Linked DNA regions of Mus musculus: region 1 is linked to region 2. A link is a contact called in public Hi-C data. All regions are on one chromosome and are shown on one strand. The core of a region is the stretch at or near the end of the contact, and the rest is flanking DNA. Distances in the headings are between cores, read along the strand shown. Region 1 holds the start of Dbr1 (debranching RNA lariats 1). Region 2 holds the start of Rwdd2a (RWD domain containing 2A).

Region 1 (3,138 bases), core at 247-2,746, about 13 Mb before region 2:
GCTTTTCCACAGGTCCCGAGTTCAATTCCCAGCACCACATGGTGGCTTCTAACCATCTATAATGGGATCTGGTGCTCTGTAGGCACATATGCACTCAGAACACTGTATACACGGTAGATAAATAAATACATCTTGGGGTAGGGGGAGTCATGTACTTAAAAATCCACAAATGAAATAACCCAGTGGTTAGGATTTGCTTTAAGGCATCCCAGCCATCTCCCTCAGGAAAAGTTTAAACAATACTGGATATTTAAATATGGGAGTAGAACAAAGTAATAGGAGTTGAGGTTAACAAGTAAAGAAATTTATTAAACTACTCGGTATTTTTATGTATGTTTAGCATTTTCCATTATAAAGTTTAATGCAATAAGAAAAAAGCAAAGAGACTACAAAAAAAAAAACTTGTCATCATATTAGCTATTATTTAAACCTCTAGAAGAAAATGGATGTATGTTCATGACTGGCCATTTAATAACTATTTTAACTCAATTCTCATGATTATTTAAGTTAATGGCATTCACCACATGTCTTCTAGAAGCTGCCCAGCTGGTACAGATTCTGACAAGACCAAAAAAAGTGCACATAAACACATACCTAAATAATAAATATTCGGCGCTACCCAGCCACCATAGGGTAACTCTTGCAAATGGTTTGAGGCTTCATGGTTTCCTCCAATGAAGATGGTGAGAACCGGGGCCTTTTTCTCTCCAGAGTAATATCTACAACATAACGGTAATAAAGCTGTCAGGAACCAAACTAAACACAAAAAAGCAAGAGGTCAGAAGGAAAAGGCCGAGCTCAAAAACGATCAAACGGTCCCCACTATCTTCCCATCCCTGCCCTTAAGAATAAATTAAATCTTGAGTGTCGAGCACACATTCATTGAGATCAAGAACTTTGTGAAGTGCAAGTCTGGGCTTCTAGAACCCAGACTAGCACACAGCAGGTCACGGGAAAACCAGATCATTAAATCAACTAACCATCGTGTTCTAGCAAATCCAAAGTATCTAAACCTGCTGGTGTCACCCCGGGTCCCTGGGAAGAAGAGCCAGGTGTGTACAGAGAGGAGGAGGCCAGGGCCATTTCCTAAGCTCCGGGTCCAACAGACATCGCGATCTGCGGCAGCAGGACCTGGAACCCCACGCGAGGACCGGCCGCGCGCCCCTCACCTGTAGAAGGTCTGCATGTGACGGTACTTGGGCGGCACGGCCATGCAGCGCAGGTCGGCCTCGTTGCGCACCGCCTGGAAGTCGCCGCAGCACAGAAGGAGATCCACGGGTCCCGAGCCGCGCCGCTCCGCCAGCGCCAGAGTCTCGTAGATCTTGTCCAGCTCGCCGTGGCAGCAGCCGGCCACGGCCACCCTCATCGTGACGTTGGGCCGCGGAACTCAACAGCAACACCCCGGAGCACCTGCAGCCCGGGTCGCACAGCAAAGAACACCAGGCAGCCGGCCCACCCGGCTCCCGCCAACACCAACCGAGCCGCGGCTGAGTTTCGAGTCCTTTATGTAACTTCCGGCTTCCAAGTCTCGCGAGAGAGGGAACGGGAAGGGCCCGGTCAAGCCGGAGGGGGGAAACTTTGAACTTGTTTAATGGAGACCCTGTCTGTCTTCGTGATCCCTTGCGTGCTAGCAATCTAGTGGGTTACATTGTTTAAAACTAGAAAAAGAAATAAAATCTCCAAGAATAGGGATTGAATTTAGTAAAATCAAGGTAAGCAGCCGGGCGTGGTGGCGCACGCCTTTAATCCCAGCACTTGGGAGGCAGAGGCAGGCGGATTTCTGAGTTCGAGGCCTTCCTGGTCTACAAAGTGAGTTCCAGGACAGCCAAGGCTACAGAGAAACTCTGTCTCGAAAAACCAAAAAAAAAAAATCAAGGTAAGCAAGTGAGCAGGAGCGATTGAGCAATTAATTCCCTAGAGCAAATCTCTCCCTGGCAACGATGATTGCCTTAAAAATGAATTAGAAAGTAAAAAGAGGTTTTAATGATGACATTAAAATTTAAATGCAACGTTGAAGCTTACTGATTATTTTAAAACTATACACCAACCCTCCCGGGGGGAATTTCTAAAATTATTTTTGACTAAGGGGAATGGGTATTTTCCTACCAAATTGTTTGCCTAACTGTAACGCAAGATGAATGAAAGGTTAAATATCTCGAAAACTTCTGGAGAGAAAAGGTGGCGACTAATCAAGGAAGAATGAATGGCAAAGAAGAAAGCCAGTAAAGGAAATCTAATCAAGGGCATACAGTTGTAGCGCCACGAAAGTGTTAGCGATCCCCCAAAACCAGGCAGGAGCCCATCTGATGTAACTCATAGCACGGTCTTTATTCTATCCCAGCTCGCTGTGGCTCGCCACCAACACACAGCACAGTTTTTGGTGTACCCCGAATGTCAGTGGGGACAAGACTTTATAGAAAGCTACAAGCAGAGGGTGGGATGTGGTAGTGGTGGTAGTTAAGCATCTAATTCGAGAGCTACCATGGCCTTTAACACAATTGGCTGGTGCTGGGAGTCATATCATAAACTTAATTTCTGCTTCCCTCTGCATTAGTGGTCGTTAGGCAGGGGGTGGCCTCGTAACCTGGGGGTGCAGATATGTTGGGGTAATAACCTGGGGACGCTGGTCTTGTTGAGGGGTAACTTGGAAACTAGTGTTATGTTGGTTAGTTTGTCTGAGTTCAAACTTTGGCCAGGTTCTCTAAAATGGAGTCTGAACTTACAAGATTTGGCCTCTCAACAGAGAAGTATACATTTAAACAACTGAAAAATTTAATCAGTTAAATACAATCTAGGCTGGGGGCGTGGCAGGGGGAGGGAGGGGATGGTGGCTCTGCCTTTAATCCTTGTATTCCAGAAATAAGCAAGCAGATCCCTGGCCAGTGTGGTCAGCATGGTCTATAAAGTGAATTAAGACAGCTGGGGCTAGCCGGGCGTGGTGGTGCTCGCCTTTAATCCCATTACTCGGGAGTTTGAGGCCAGCCTGGTCTACAAAGTGAGTTCCAGGACAGCCAGGGCTACACAGAGAAATCCTGTCTCGAAAAACAAAACAAACAAAAAAATTTGACAGCTGGGACTGATGCATGGAGAAGCCCTGTCCCATAAAACCAAGAAAGAAAAAAGAAAAAGAAAGAAAGA
Region 2 (3,158 bases), core at 94-2,593:
AAATTGTCTATTTGTTACCTGGACAGGAAGCTCATGCTTTGGGTTTTCCAGTTAACAAGTGGATACCTGGGGCTATGCCATTAAGAGCACTGGCTGCTCTTCCAGAGGATCAGGGTCCAATTCTAGGTTCCCACATGCAGTTCTGGCCTCCAGGGGGCACTGCATGCACATGATGAACAGACATACATGAGGGGGAAACACGCATACACATTAAAAGCAAAACACGATAGGCACCCAGAAACACTTAGGACCAATGAAAGCACCCACCTTGGGCTCCTCAATTTGGAGCGTGATGACAAATTCGATGTTGGGTGGGAGCGCCTCCCTGGTGCCTTCCAGATACCTCTTTATGTTTGTTAGGGCGTTTACATCTTCGAGTTTTACTTCTCCTTGATTAGGAAACATAGAAAACAGCATTTCCATCTCCAGCAGCTGAAGCTGAAGGCTTTCTTTTACTGACCCTGACATGTCTCCAAATCAGCCGGCTTGGAAACCTGGAAAAGGCCCAGAAATAATGGGGTTGTAAATGACGACTGGTGTCCAGGAAATTTTCCCAAGGTCCCTTTTCTAAGAGGCAGTCCCGCTGTTTGTAGAGAGCTACGGGCACGCATCCATACACTTTAGATTTCTCTCCTAGCCCCCCCCCCCCAATCTAGTACGCACAACATCCTTTAAAATGCTCCCTCAAACCCCAGAATCCTTGTCTCTCCTTCCCACCCTTGCCGGCCATTCTGGAGTCTGCGCTTTCAACAGGTGCTCGGGTGACAGATTTCGTGGCCGGTGGTTGCAAACACCTGTATTCCTGGTCAGCCTCAATCCCGGGAAAACCAGGGACCGGCCCGGGAATCCCACTTGGATCTCAAGCCTGCGCAGCTAGGAAGGATGCCTGCAGTGCGGAGGGGAGGGCTCTAGGTCATCCCCGCCGCCAGCCCCCATCCGCAGGCCCCCTCGGAGGACAGCCTCCCCGGACCGCAGTGGGGTGCAGCATCTCGCGCAGGTGCATAGGGACGCCACCGCAGAGCCAGGGGCTGGGAGGAGGGGTCTCAGCCATTTCCACTTAATAAAGTGACGCCTAGGGCTAAGCGGGTGAAGACCCGCGGGGATGACGCTGACCTCGCCTGGCAGGGGCTGGGCTGGGAGGTGATCTCGGTGGTCGGAGGGACGTCAACGCTCCCGTTCTTTAGGGACCCGGGACCCTGAGGCCCAGGCTGAAAGGCGCAGCTGTCCACCCCGGGAGCTAACCTTCGGCCCGCCTTAGCCGCCTTAGCCTCACCCTTTCAGATCACTCAAGCCAAGCAGCCCCGAACCCGCTCCGAACCGCAGCCGCAGTTCCGCGGGCGCGAGCAGCGCGCGGACGGCTGGGGGGCGGGGCTTGGCGCATAGGGCGGGGCCACAGACACCAACCCGCCGCGATTGGTCGGGGCGGGGCTTGGTGGTGCAGGGGCGGGTTCAGCGGCCCTTCCGGGCTGTGATTGGTGTGGGCGGGGCGTCGGGCCGGAAGCAAAGCTGGGCCACGTCTGCGAGGTCTGAGAGAGTTGGTTTGGTGCGCACTGCGCGGCCGCGTCTCGCCTGTGGAGAGAACGTTCTTGCTCCAGATCTAGGTGAGCGGGCGTGGAGAATGCCGGGCCGCTGTGGGTGGGGGTTCATCGGCAGCTGAGGCTGGGGCATGACTGCCGGACCTACCTATCCAACGCTGCGCGCGGCCCAGGTGCCTGAGGTCCTCGCGCTGTAGTGCGCGGAGCCGCGAGTCAATCAGTAGCTCGGAGCAGGATGCATCCCCAAGGGTGGCAGTTTGAATGAAAGAAGCAAACACTGTTAGGGCTTTTAATAAACATTGCCATACCTAATCGAAATTAGTTCGAGAACTCCAAATGCATTAAAGGGTGGAAGCATGCCGTTGTTCTATGACTGTGATTTTCCTTTGAGAGTTCTGAATTTCGTAGGAGTGGTTGACGCCCCTATGAATAATAGGGATACATTACCAACGGGTCATTTTTTTTTTTTTTTACAAAATTATATTCGTCCTTGTGGACAAAAGTTTGATAACTAAAGTAGCTTGGGAATGATCTATTTTACTAACCGGAGAAAAGCAAACATTTCCCCACACTTCTGGTAGTGTTGTGTATAGAAGCAAGGAAGGACAATAAAGCGAGGAGGTGTGGCTGTTAGCGGAGGGACAGCACCCCCTCTCTGGGCAAACTAGGATAGAGCTGACCCAGGAAGTACAGTTTGTGGCTCTGCAAATACACCGCTGGCCGAAGTGGAAAACCCGAGTTGAATGAATTGGAGGTATCCCACACTCACTTGTTTTTAAATGACAGGTTGGAAGTAGCATGGTAGATGTTAGTTGTTTTTGATGTTACTTTAGAAGGCTGCCATGCCTGTCTTTATGGAGATTGGTGAGGCTTCTGTGAGATGGCCTAGCTGATGGGGGTGGGGGTGGGGTTGGGTCTCAGACCAGAGGAAATGACTGTCCATTGTTTTTCTTTTGGGACTGTTTCTTTCTAGCTTGAGAGGAACAGCAAAAGAGCCACACGGATTCCAGGTTTCTGACCTTCAGCCTCAGCCTTTCACTGGCCGCACACCAGACTTTATATGATTAACCGAGGCCCACACCGGGAGTTGACCCTTCTGTAACATAAAATGATGGTGTGATGGCATTACTTTAGGACAGTTCATCCTGAAGACAGAGTGGAATAGGAGTGGACAGTGGCTGGTGTCTCTCCCGAGTCTGTCCTGGAGGGTATGGTTTAGGCAGGGGCTTCTGGGTAATTTTAACTCCAGGGTCTCCTTTTCTCTTCCCTGCCTTCCCAAAAGTGGTTCTCTGGAGAGGGTCCCATTGAAACAAATGTGCTACATTGAGTTGGCAGTTTACCAAGCAGTACTTGAAAGCTTTCCCTTCTTTTATTTCTTACTCTTGTAGGCATGGATCTGGAGGCTGTGTGTAAGCGCTCGGCACTCCATGCCAAGCCCCAGGGGCTCATTCTTCAGTATGGGACTGCTGGATTTCGGACCAATGCCCAGCATCTCGATCATATCATGTTTCGAATGGGATTGCTAGCTGTCCTGCGGTCAAAGCAAACAAGATCTACCATTGGAGTCATGGTTACGGCCTCACATAACCCTGAGGTAACAAGGTGCTGTCTTTATTTACAAGA

Evidence for each region. Hi-C and Micro-C count contacts between places; a contact is called where the count stands out from the background.
Region 1: a contact with region 2 is called in a Hi-C map of B cells, with 5 read pairs. The contact joins the promoter of Dbr1 here to the promoter of Rwdd2a in region 2. A contact is called at or near these places in 1 of 39 promoter capture datasets (erythroid cells) and 1 of 484 Hi-C or Micro-C datasets (B cells).

Annotation. Positions count from the first base shown.
Region 1 is chr9:99,574,157-99,577,294 of GRCm38.p6, reverse strand. It overlaps Dbr1 (debranching RNA lariats 1), which reads right to left and starts at 1,496. Exons shown (of 8, transcript NM_031403.3): 1 at 1,170-1,496; 2 at 595-719. The coding sequence starts at 1,366.
Region 2 is chr9:86,570,173-86,573,330 of GRCm38.p6, reverse strand. It overlaps Rwdd2a (RWD domain containing 2A), which reads right to left and starts at 1,343. Exons shown (of 3, transcript NM_001145969.1): 1 at 1,274-1,343; 2 at 268-494. The coding sequence starts at 468. It overlaps Pgm3 (phosphoglucomutase 3), which reads left to right and starts at 1,489. Exons shown (of 13, transcript NM_028352.4): 1 at 1,489-1,601; 2 at 2,924-3,129. The coding sequence starts at 2,926.